2 separate regions of the Anser cygnoides genome follow, and region 2 is linked to region 1. The links are chromatin contacts, called in public Hi-C maps. All regions are on one chromosome and are shown on one strand. The core of a region is the stretch at or near the end of the contact, and the rest is flanking DNA. Distances in the headings are between cores, read along the strand shown.

Region 1 (5,760 bases), core at 1,357-3,856:
GTGCAAACTAGTAACTGTGACCTTGTGATCATCTATCTCAAAGAGCAAAATTAAGAATAACTTACACTTTCAGCATACTGCCAAACGCGAACAAAACTGTTTGAGAAGCAATCTGAGCAGAAATGCAGTATTTCATCTAAACAATAACAAAATATGCTAAAAACTCTTTATTGTTCCAGCTGAACCAGGATACGGAATTAGCTGCAGGAACAGCACCTACAATACCATTTTTTTCCAGGCCAGAGACGTAAGAAGTAAAGATGCTTGCAGAACAGCTAGCAGAATTAGAGGGTACACCTTAAATTTGTTTACCCAACTTGACTCCAAAAAACTTCGGAAGTCTAAAAACCACAGTATTGATTTAACACAACTCCTGGTGCTCCCTCCTTAGCAATGGCCTCATTACGGTTCAGAAGCAATACAGCATGAGAGATCTTCTAAATTCTGATCTAGCCAGCTTGTTCTGCAAACATCCACAACTGGGTTGGAATAGAAAGCCCAATGATGGAAAGAAAAGCTGCACAAAGGGAAACTATCAACCATTTTTTTTCTTGACAGGAAGCCGAATGGTTTTGCATTTCAGATCTCTACACTGGGGTAGGGTCTGATTACTTTCCAAAGAACTGATTTATCACCAATCTAGGAAAGCACCAGAAAGACAGGCAGTTATGCCTCAAAAGCTCCTAAAGAGGATGAATCCTGGAGGATGTTGGCCAAGCATCCTACTTTGGGTTTCCACTCAAACCAAAGCCAACACTTATAGTCACACTGATTCATTAATACCCGGTGGAGAGCCCTTTCCTCCCTACACACAAAAAGCCCAACTCCAGGAAAATGGTGGGATTGGGGGTGGGGAGGCATCCTTTTTAGTAATGGTGGCAGGGAGAAAAATCTGTCTTCCCATCGCATGCTCTTTGGGGTAGGCAGCAAAATACCAAAAAAACACACACCCCAGTTTTTACCAATAGATGTTGCATACCTACTGTGAAATATTGAATCACGTGCCCATCCCTCCCAGCCAGTTAAGTCACATCCCAAGAACTGCTCTGGTGGGCATTTTTTTCCTGCAAGTCCTTACAATTACTATGAGGAAACCGTTTGACTCCTTTCATTTAGTGGAATTCTTACTTCCACCCCCTTTCCCCTATAAGAACATTTACAAAAGACAGTCTTATTTGGGCTTTCTTTTTTTGTTGTAGATTTTATTTTCCTCACCAAAATGTGTATTTCTCAGATGCTCAGAAACACTAGCAGAAGTTTTCTAAGCAGCAACTCCGAGAACAAAACCTAGTTCTCACCAAATTACCTTATTGTGCTATGAAAATTGTGAACAAAGTATTTGGAGCATCTCCCTACCTCTAAATGAAACATAGCTGTATTCTTTTCTTTTTTTTTTTTTAAACATACACAGGTATTTCACTTCAAATGCATAAACACGAGTCTTAAGGCAGAAGTAACAGTCCCAGAAGTTTAACACCATTGAGAAAATTAAAGGCCTTGTCTATTATAGGCAATAGAAACACGTTTAAATAGACAGTCACAAGGCAGACATTTCTGGGGCAGCAGACACCATTCCAGGGTTGTCAGCTCCCTCCCACCACCACTCTTCCCCAGATCTGTACCGATCAGGCACAGCACACAAACTTTATCGGGGAAAAAAAAGAAAAAAACCACACAATACTGGAAAAAGAAAATGAAATGTAATAGCATCTTGCGCATAATGAAAGCGTACGCATTTCCTTTAGGCAATGAAGTATCACGTAGTACTAGATGGCTCCAGGGTGAGAGCTCGGTCTCTCTCTGGGTTTGCCAGGGGCAGCGGTATCTCCACCGGAAAGCAAAAGAACAGAAAGAAAAGCGGCAGCCCCACTCCCCTAGGAGCGGCCACGGCGAGCGGGCCTCTCCCCACCATCTCCCCCCCGAGGGGCCGAGCGAGCCGGGCACCCACCTCCCGGAGAGGGCGTTGTCTGCGGCGAGCCGCCCTCAGCCCTGCAGCCCGGCTGAAGGGAAGCGAGGCCCGGGCCGTGAGTACCGCCCCGAGGCACCCGAGCAGCAGCGGCGGGGTCTCTTTGTGTCCCCCCCCCCCACCTCCATGAGGCGGGGGCGGCTCCCCCTTCCCCCCGGGACTCGCCCTTCGCGGCCGCCATTTTATTCCCGGCTCTGCCGCCGCCGCCGCCCCCCCCCCCCAGCGGCCCCGCCCAGGCCCGAGCCTCCCGCTCCTTCAGGCCCCCCAGCCCCAGCTCCCTCAGCCCCCTCAGGGGGGTGCCAGGCGCCATTTTGTCCGTGCCCCCCCTCCGCCCCTGCCCCCCCCTCCCCCGCCCAGCCGCCATTTTGTGGCCGCTCCCTCCCTCCCTTCTCCCCCTCGGCCTCGCAGGGCTTTTCCTCAGCCGGCGCTCACCATCGTAGCGCTCAGCCTGCTCGGCCAACTTGGCCTGATAGACGAGATCCTCCCGATCGTCCATGGCCTGCAGGCGGAGTGGCGTCGGGGAGTGTCCGGGGCGGATGGAAGCCGATGGGGCCGGGGGGCTCAGCAGCTACCAGCTCGCTGCTCTCCGGGCAAATATGGCGGCAGCGCCTCCTCCCGCTGCATCCGGGCACTTCCGCAAGGGCGCGCATGCGCCCTGCGCCTTCCCATGGCAACGGCGGCTCCTTGGCAACGGGCGGGAGGCGGGCGGCGGGCTGGGGACCTGGGGGTCGCGGGTTCGAGGCCGGGGCCAGCCGCTCCCGAACGGCGGCCTCGGGACCGCGGGCGAGAGGGCGCCGTTGCGCAAGGGAAGGCGGCGGGGAGCGGTGCGGGGCCGCTGGGGGCACTGCGGGCAGCCGAGGCCAGGGGCCGGACTCTGGGCCCTGCCTCCCGGGAGGGAAGAGCCGGGAGCCGGGCCCGCGCCGCGGGCTGGGGGTGAGGGTGGCGGCGGCGGCGTTTCCCTCAGGGCGTCCGCGGCTTCCCCTCAGGCAGCGCGGTCCTGCTGCCCTCCAACGCTGACAATGCCTCCGGAATTAACGTCTCCCTTTTTGTAGGAACCGCTGGGTATTGCTTTTGACTTAGCAATGTGTCTGGAAATGAGTGAAAAAGAGAATGTCTGACCTAGCAGGTTTCTGCAGCCTCTCCAGGGTGTGTTCTCAAGCGAAGTATCACCCTCAGTGTATTTATCTGGGGCAAGGCACGATAATCTCATGGTTTAAAGAGGTTAGAAGAACACTGAATGTTTCAGAAGTTCCTCACGGTGTCTTTCTGAAATATTTGGAACATATGCTTAAATAATTGAGATAGCGCCTCAATTTCCCGAATCAAAATGGTCTGAAGAAATGAAAAGGGATTATGTTTGGCTAGCACAAATTTAATCTTCAAAGATTTGCTCAGGATGGATGTGGACAAAGTCTCATCTCTCTTTTTTCCAGCGTCACCCAGGCTCAGCCTTCCTGAGGTGTAGCAGCACACAAAGGCCTTTGCAGCTTCTGAAGGCAGCAGACTGAGCAGTCCCTGGCACCTCTTGGATGTTGCTGAGTATCCTCCTATTTACTGTTTTATATTGTGCCTGCCGAAATGGGCTCCTAACGTGTGACTGCACACACACTTAAACCATCATTTTAAAAAGTGGTTTATTGTTTCCTGATTCATTTTGACACATTATTTCAGGTAGCGAACATGAGTTCCAGGATGCGTAAAATTAACATTTTGTGGTTTTCTCACAGATACATCTAAAAATATAGGAGTGATGTTTATGTCACTGTGTGCCTAACTAAATAATTGATGATCTATTTCCACTGGACATTTTGGACCCCAACTCTTGTTCAGATCTCAGGGTAATTTAACCAGAATTCCATACAACAAAAAAACAAAGACATTAGCACATCTGAGCTAAAATGAAAATTATGTGTCAAGTCCGGAAAAAAATGCTATTTTCAAGAGGAAATATGATCAGAAAATGCAGATTTTGTTGAAACTGGGAATCATTATATACCTTTATCTGTGAATTGTTCATACATACACAGTACAGTTACCAAGGATTTTGGTAGGCATCCTAAAGATCCCAGCAGTAATAGAGAATCACTGTATATTTGTTTAACATTGCAAGATTTGCAAATCACCTCAGTGCTTCATAAATCTTAACCAATCTTTATTAGATTTGCCTTAAGAACTTTTCCTTGATCCTCATGTTCAGCAGGCACTCAACTTGTAGAGAGCTCAAGGCTATAAACAAACCAGGCTGCTATAAGCATACTTATTGGCCAGAAGTGAGGTGCATGCTTCCTACCTTTGTTAAACTGCAGCGTATTGTCTAAATAGTTCAAACATATTTGTATGCAGTTGTTACAGGTGGCATGCAAATGTTTGGAAATTGGTCAGGTATTTGGTGAAGCGTAAGGAGTATACAGCCTAATGCAGCTAAATACTCAAAGCAGAATTTCCTGGTGCAATCCTTGCCTTGTCCTTTGCACCCACAGCATTTACATAAATTGATCGAACCACTCCTGCAACAGCAAATCACCACTGCAAGGATGAGCAATAGTTCTCTGTATTAGTCCTGCATGGTTTGCAAATACCAGTATCAGGAGGATGTGCCCGTCAGGGAATTGTGGAGAGGTGTATAGGACCTCTTCAGGATAGCTATAGTGAGCTTTTAAATTATCTTGGGTAATCTAATTTAGAGGTAATCTTTCTTGTGGCTCCACTGCAGACAAGTTATATGAGCAAGGAGTAAAACTGAGCATAATAATTCTGGCTGTGATTTTTTTTTTTCCATCTGAGGCATAATCTTCATAGTGTGGAGGTATGACAAGAAAACAGTACAACTAAATGCAAAGTCACTCATTTAACACTTCCCACTTGAGGACTCCACTAGACAGCACTGGCCAAGAAAGTTATCTGTCATAGCCAGCCAATGGAGTATCAATCAACTCAAATATGAGGAGCTACAATTGCAATGTAGTGACTAAGAAAACAAATGCTGTCCTTGAACTTCCTGGCAAGAGAAAATACTCCTCCTCCCCTTTGCCTCAAGAAACTCATTTGATTACAGAAAGTCACCCTGTTTCAAAAAAAGGCCACAATATTTTACTGGTTGATAACTTTAGTTACCTTGGATCATCTTTCTTGTACAGGTCTTTAATTGTTTTCAGATAAGCACGGTCAATAAAATATGAAAATACCAGCTGTTCTATTTTTACATTCCTATATGCAAGTATTCCAATGACAGTTGATTGAGAATGACACCAAGCCAAAGTTTTGGCTATACTTTTATTTACTTCACGTACTATGAACATATACATTACATGCTACAAAAAAAAAAATAAAAAAAGACTTTAACTGTCAAGAAAGTGGATAGTGTTATAATACAATGGCACATGTTCATATTTTTCTTCAAACTGGTTTGGTTAGAATCCTTCCCCAAAACCATTAACAAAAACGAAGTGTTTTAATCTTAAGATGATTAGAAATATTTGCATTATTAACAAATACAATTCAAACAGATTAACAAGATTTAACCATGTCAAATATTAGTAAAAAGGCTGGGGTTTACCAAAATGAAATATATATTAAAAAACCATAGCAGCCAGTTGTACTTTTAGTGTGATATAATGTGTAAATGCACCAGAAGAACACAGTGTAATTGAGCATTCTGCTTTCATGGTGTATTTCTAGAAATGATTATTCTAGTTCTAACACCTGCCTATGCACAATAGACCAAAACCACAGCCAAATAGAGACAAAAGATTGTGACCAACGTTCTTAGCAATGATTTTTTTGCACGCATTGGT
Region 2 (5,760 bases), core at 1,857-4,356, 250 kb before region 1:
CATCAGTGGTGGCAGAGTTCTAGCAAGTACAAGGAGCACTTTGTTTAGACTTGCACTTTACAAGGGCAGGTGCAATCAGAAGCATTTCAAAGGCAAGCAATCTGCAGACACTCTCCTGTGATCCGCAGAAGTATTGGCTTAATCTTCCTGATAGAGTGTAGGAATAGTGATTTCGCTTTAAAGCGTCCCAAGAAAGCTGAAGGCAGTGCTCAGGTTGGAATCCCCTGTATCTGCCTCACATCAGGAGATGATTCTAACTGCTTTGGTTTTATCTGCGTAAAGCAGGAGTTAGTCTCATTATGTTGCTAAATAAAAACCTAGTAACTTAGGAGGGTAGCGTTTAATCCTTTTGTAAGACTTTCTAAAATTAAATTACCTGCTTCAAGTATGGCTCTCACTCTCTGCTGTTGTCTTCTACTTACCTGCCCAGCAGCCGAATTCTGGGATCTGCTTGGGACAGTTAAAAGACCCAGGAAAAGGAGAACCGCTGGAATCTGCATGCCTGAACCTACAGAGTAAGAACATGACAGTTTGAGCAACTGAGAAAAATACATCTCTGCTGCTCCTGTTTGCTGTACCTGGTTGTGACAGGAACTGCAGTGACATGCTGCTGCTTGTTCCTCTTGATTGTGAAACACACACCTGATCTTAGCTGGGTTTTCTTCTTCTCTAGCTTGCTCGAAGTATTCAGCCAGCCTGGCTCCAATGACTTCAAAATTGGGCAAACACACATGCCTGGGTGTGTCTGAACACAAAAGCAGATGTGTGTGGCCCAAACCACACTGATGCTGGCAGCTACTGAGTGCCATGGTCAAGAAAGGCACTAAATCATATCTTCTGAGTTTTAGACTAAAAATTCAACACATCAGCGTTTATAAAAGGTAGCAAATTCATGTTGTTGAATGGGGCAGAAGAGAAGAACTGTCTGCCTACTGCTCTGGTAAACAAGTTTTCTGCCTCGGGCACTAATTTACCATGTTTCTTGTGTCTGCATGTACTTGGAAGGCTATACTGAATCCTTTGCTTCTTATTTGCAGTTTGATAACAGACCAATAGAAGATCTTTCTTACAAGACAGAGAGGAAAAGGGCTGGGAGTAAATACCTAATGCTGTGCCAGATCTAGAGACAGAGCTTGGCTTATTCCATATTTTTAATGGAGGTGGGAGAAAAGTACCAAACTTTCCAAAGCTGATAAGCTTCCTTCTGTGGAATCCACTTTTAATCACTCCAGCATTGGCATATGTGGCCCTTCCAGACAGATCTGTCTGGTCCAAAGGGCAGTGTGTTAACCCAGGGTTTCACTGCGGGTAAACCAGAGCTACTGCAGAAGTGTCATGCCCCTGAGTACAGACGCCACTGCGGCTGGTCTGAGGCAATGTTTATATAGATTCCCAGAAATTAAAGGAAGAGGGTTGTATTTAACTAACCCCTGTGATCCAAGCATCCAGCGAAGTAAGAGAAATAACATGTGTTTCAGATTAACTGCAGCTATAAAGGAAACATGCCTGCTGGTAGAAATACAACTTAAAGCCACGTGGCTACGACAGCCAGAGTTCAGGACCCAGTCTGTTCAGGCAGAGGTTTTCCTTCAGTGAAAGACAGCTCACCGTTTTCCTTTCCTCCCCAAACCCTTTTCTTCTGGAGGTACTTCTGTCCTGGAGAGAGTGGTGTCACGGTGGACGTCTGAAGTTCTCGCGTATGTTTAGGCAGTGTAAGATAAAAGTGGTACCTCTTTTCCCTGTGCACTCGCATCGTGCTATCCCAGTTGCTGAGTAGATGAGATATTCTGGTGCAGGAAATGCTTATTAAGAGGACTTATTACACTGCAACAAACCATGTTTGGTGGTATGACAGTGGGTATGATGCTGGGATTGCTTGTATCATTGCAGAGCTTTAAAATGAATAGGCACCACGCTGAAACAGAGATGACAAGCCCTGCATGCGTCTAAGCAAAGCTAGGGCATGGCGCTAGGGCTTTTGAGGATGCCTGCACCAAGCGGTGTTCTCGCATGCTGAGCAGAAGAGGTTTGGCCCAGTCTGGTTTGGAGATGGTTTTCCATGGAGCGTAACCTTTTCTCTGAAAAAAAGGTTCAGCACAATCCCTGCTTCCAACTATACTGAGCTCCTGGGAGTATAGGAGCGGAGATTGGTTTTGCAGATTTATATTGTTTTTGCCAGTACTGTCACCAGCTTCATATTTCTCGAACTTTGCCAAAAAGCAATTTCCATTTTAGAAGGACAAAGCCTTTTGCATTTGAATTGGCCTGAACATCTGGATTCTATTTGCATGGCCTTTAGTCCACAGCCAAAAATGCAGAGAGGGAAGAATTTGGTTGGAGAAAAGGTGTTGGATGTTTTCAGGCATGCTATTTCAATCTGTAGCTGCCTTTAAAAAGAAGAGAAGGAGCAACAGCATGCAGCGTGTGATGTTACAGTCAGGAAGGTACAGGAAGAAACGAGAAATGAGCTGAGGAGGAACTTTGCGCCTTGGAGCTGTCTGTTTGCGAAGGCCTGCAGGTGCGAAGTGAAATGTTTTGCTTTCCATCTACAGTGGTACAAGTCTCAAATCGTTTATGAATGCTTCTGATTTTAGGGCTCCTACGAAACAGCACCCACGAGCTCAGACCTCAGGTGATTGCTCCACCCCACAGCACCACTCCTGAGGCATCCTGCGACCACCAGACCTAGAGGAGTTGACTATCGCCAAAATTGTTACCGTTGCAAAGAAAAAGCCTCTTCCCAGCTGCAACACAGGTACTAGAAGGGCAGAAAAGGGGAAAAAAATCCCCCAGTCCCTGAGCACACGTCTGCCCCGGTGGCAAAGAGGTGCCCTGGGATGCTGCTGGCTGCCAACCCTCGCTGAGATTGCTCACCTACCTGGCGGGCGTCGCGCCTTTTCACGCCTGCAGCAGAACCGTTTTTTTCCCCACTCCCCGGCTCCCCAAGAGCTCCCCAGCATCATCCCTGCACCCTTTACACCCCTGGCACTCCCTGGCCGCTGGCTGCCGACACGGGGGCAGCGCAAGCAGCCCGAGCTGCCCCTTACCTCGGGCTCCTCTCGGCCGCCGCTGCCGCAGCTTCCCAGCGGGTGCGAGCCGGGGCCAGTGCGGGCTCAACGCAGCCACATCTGCTTTTTGCTGCCTCCCCAGCCCAGCCTTCGGCAGGCTTCAGGTTACAGCTTCCCAGGGCGCTCTTAAAGTGCTCTGCTCTCATTTTCTCTTGCTGTGATCCTCTGGCTGAGCTGTGCGCGCTTGTGATGAACCTTCGCCTCCAAAGCAAATGTGCGTTCTGCGATAAGGGCAGTCCAGCGGCTAAAACAGGACCGAGCCAAACGCTCAGCCTTCTTCTTCCCTGCCGTGTTTGAGCAAGCCTTTTATCCCCTCAGTTCTGCCCCATGTCACATGAGAGACTTTCTCCCATCTCGGCGGTACCGTTATTACAGCAGTGCAGAGGAGGTACCGTCACTGCAGCAGCGTTTGAAGATTTAATGGAGAGGCTGCTACAGTGGAAGCAGGATCCAGCTGCCGTTTAAAGCAGTTAAGGGGAAGGTACTCAGCAGTGGTTCTGTCCAGTGATAGTTACTAGTTAACAAGTTATTAACATAACTGGCTGGAAGTTTTTTGGCCAAAAAAAAGGAGAAAAAAAAGAATGAAGAGAATGTTGTAGGACCTATAGAACAATAAGTGGTCTGAACAAGGTAAAGGGGCAGAGGTTAGTTGTTATTTTTAATAGTAGAAGCATCATGGGGAATACTCATCAGTATCCACGTATCTGCCTATTTAAAACAACAGTGTGTTTTTCAAAAGTATTAAGTTGTAAAACTTAAAGTAACTAGATATTGCAGAAGATGGAAGATGTGGATTAAAAAAAATAGTGGAAGACAGGTCCACCGAAGGCTGGCGGTGGTCAGATGCAATATCCAGCGGGGCAGCTGAGAGGTGCAACGAGAGAGCAGTTGTTTTTCTTTGTCCCTACTTACACGTTCTTGGTGGTTTTCTGATTTTTTTTTTTCCCCATTCGTTTGTTACTGGGAGAGACAGAATACTGGGCTGAACTGACACGTAGCTGGCCTGAGCCACTCCAGCTGTTTGTCTATTTGGAAATGCTGAAAGTAAACTCTAGCCAATAATATCAGTGCCCACAGTTTAGGTTTTTATTGAGACATCTTTTGGGGCTGCCAGCCATGCTGCGAACAGGTAATGAAGAATTACTCATGCGTGCTTGCGCTGGACTTATACAATCCCTCAGATAAGAGGAAAGGATGGTTTTGGAGAAGCATTGGCAGCTGTTTCTGCAAGCAGGAAAAGCAAATCAGGGAGCCTTGCTTTGTGATTAGTCGGTGCTTCAAAGGTAACCCTATAACATGAAGAGCAACAGCTCAGCTCTCAGCTGTTTCTCAGCTTGTTCTGTGAGAAGTCAAATCTGCAGAAAGATGTTTGTGCATAATAGTTTTCCATCATCCCGTCAGAAATGAGGGTGTTAGCTGTGGAGATCTTGTGATGGTTTTTGTCTCATTTTGGTAAATTTTTTTGTACAAATACAGTATTAAAATGCCCTTTATGGAGGGACTACCGGAGAAGTTTTTTATATCTTGTCTGTATCGTCAAATGAAAGCTCATCTGTTTAAATAAAGGCTTGGGTTTAAACCATTTAAATTGGAGTGGCAGTTGTACAGAATGTTATTATAGGCTAAAGCAAGCTTTATTCCTGCAGGTAGAGCATATCCCTGAAATGGTGTATAATACTCATCTAAAGAGATGCAAGGGATTAGATCAGTTCTGTTAAATCAATGGAAATATTTTACTGTTCATTTGTTTGGGGTTCAAGACAGTATGTTCTCCGAACAGTGCTGTGGAAGTAAGTTCTGATGACGTTCATATGAATTTGCTTTAGTAAGGGAAAAAAAAATACATCTAATATTAAAGTTATTCAGACTTATTTGATATTCTCAGCCAGCGGCGCAGATGAGTTATAGAGCAGACGCCCAGTGCTAGTCGTGTCTTTTCAGAACAGAGCTCAATCAAAATGAAAGCTTAGCAAAGCGAAGTGGAAGTTCCTGAGCGGAGATATTAATATTACTTTGCATTTTACAAACTGCCTCTTCTGCAGAGTCAGTGGAGTGAGAAGAATCTTAAGGTAGGTGTAACTGTTCATTTGTTCGGCAAAGCACAGTCATGGAGCGCTGCTGTACTGACAAATAAGGTGAAATTAATAGTTTGACAAGAATGCCTTGGAGGAGGAGGGATGGCAGAAAGAAGGAAAATAGGAAATAAGAACTAATGCTGTTCAGGAATCTGAGAAAGAGGGGAAAAATCTCTATAGAAGAGGGGAAACTGGAGGGCAGAGGCATGAAAAGGAAGACTTGTGCTTCAAATTTTGCACAGATTGCAGTGCAACTGAGTGGAATTTAGGGAGGTTAGTGCTGAGGTTTTGTTATCCAAAGCAAGACTTACCTAAGGCATGGGATGGTATTTCTGAACGTTAGGAATGAATCTGTATAAATAAATGAGCTAAAATGTTCCTGTGGGCTAGAGCTATGCCCATATAGTAGGGATGGATTCTTGTGGGTTTACTTGTTAGAATTATATGGCCCCATAATTACACCCTCTTTTTGAAGGGTGCGTGTCATTGCATTGGTCACAGGGGTAGGCATTATCTTTAGCCATTTTTCCCCTTTTAGACTACTAGAAATGTGTAATTGCAGGTTTGAGCCAGTACTTTTTATTCCCCAAAGTCTCCCGCGTCCCTGAAATTCATGG

What was found. Hi-C and Micro-C count contacts between places; a contact is called where the count stands out from the background.
Region 2: a Hi-C map of liver shows a contact between it and region 1, with 3 times the contacts expected there. The contact joins the promoter of SERPINF1 here to the promoter of YWHAE in region 1. A contact is called at or near these places in 2 of 7 Hi-C or Micro-C datasets (both in liver).

The regions. Positions count from the first base shown.
Region 1 is chr18:7,253,731-7,259,490 of Taihu_goose_T2T_genome, reverse strand. YWHAE (tyrosine 3-monooxygenase/tryptophan 5-monooxygenase activation protein epsilon) reads right to left here and starts at 2,606. Exons shown (of 7, transcript XM_048068029.2): 1 at 2,399-2,606. The coding sequence starts at 2,462. It overlaps LOC136786624 (a long non-coding RNA gene), which reads left to right and starts at 2,663. Exons shown (of 3, transcript XR_010825802.1): 1 at 2,663-3,187; 2 at 3,400-3,505; 3 at 4,167-5,760. CRK (CRK proto-oncogene, adaptor protein) reads right to left here. Exons shown (of 3, transcript XM_048068027.2): 3 at 5,226-5,760.
Region 2 is chr18:7,503,042-7,508,801 of Taihu_goose_T2T_genome, reverse strand. SERPINF1 (serpin family F member 1) reads right to left here and starts at 3,106. Exons shown (of 8, transcript XM_013189919.3): 1 at 3,048-3,106; 2 at 423-508; 3 at 1-19. The coding sequence starts at 500. SMYD4 (SET and MYND domain containing 4) reads left to right here. Exons shown (of 11, transcript XR_010825751.1): 11 at 2,595-3,048.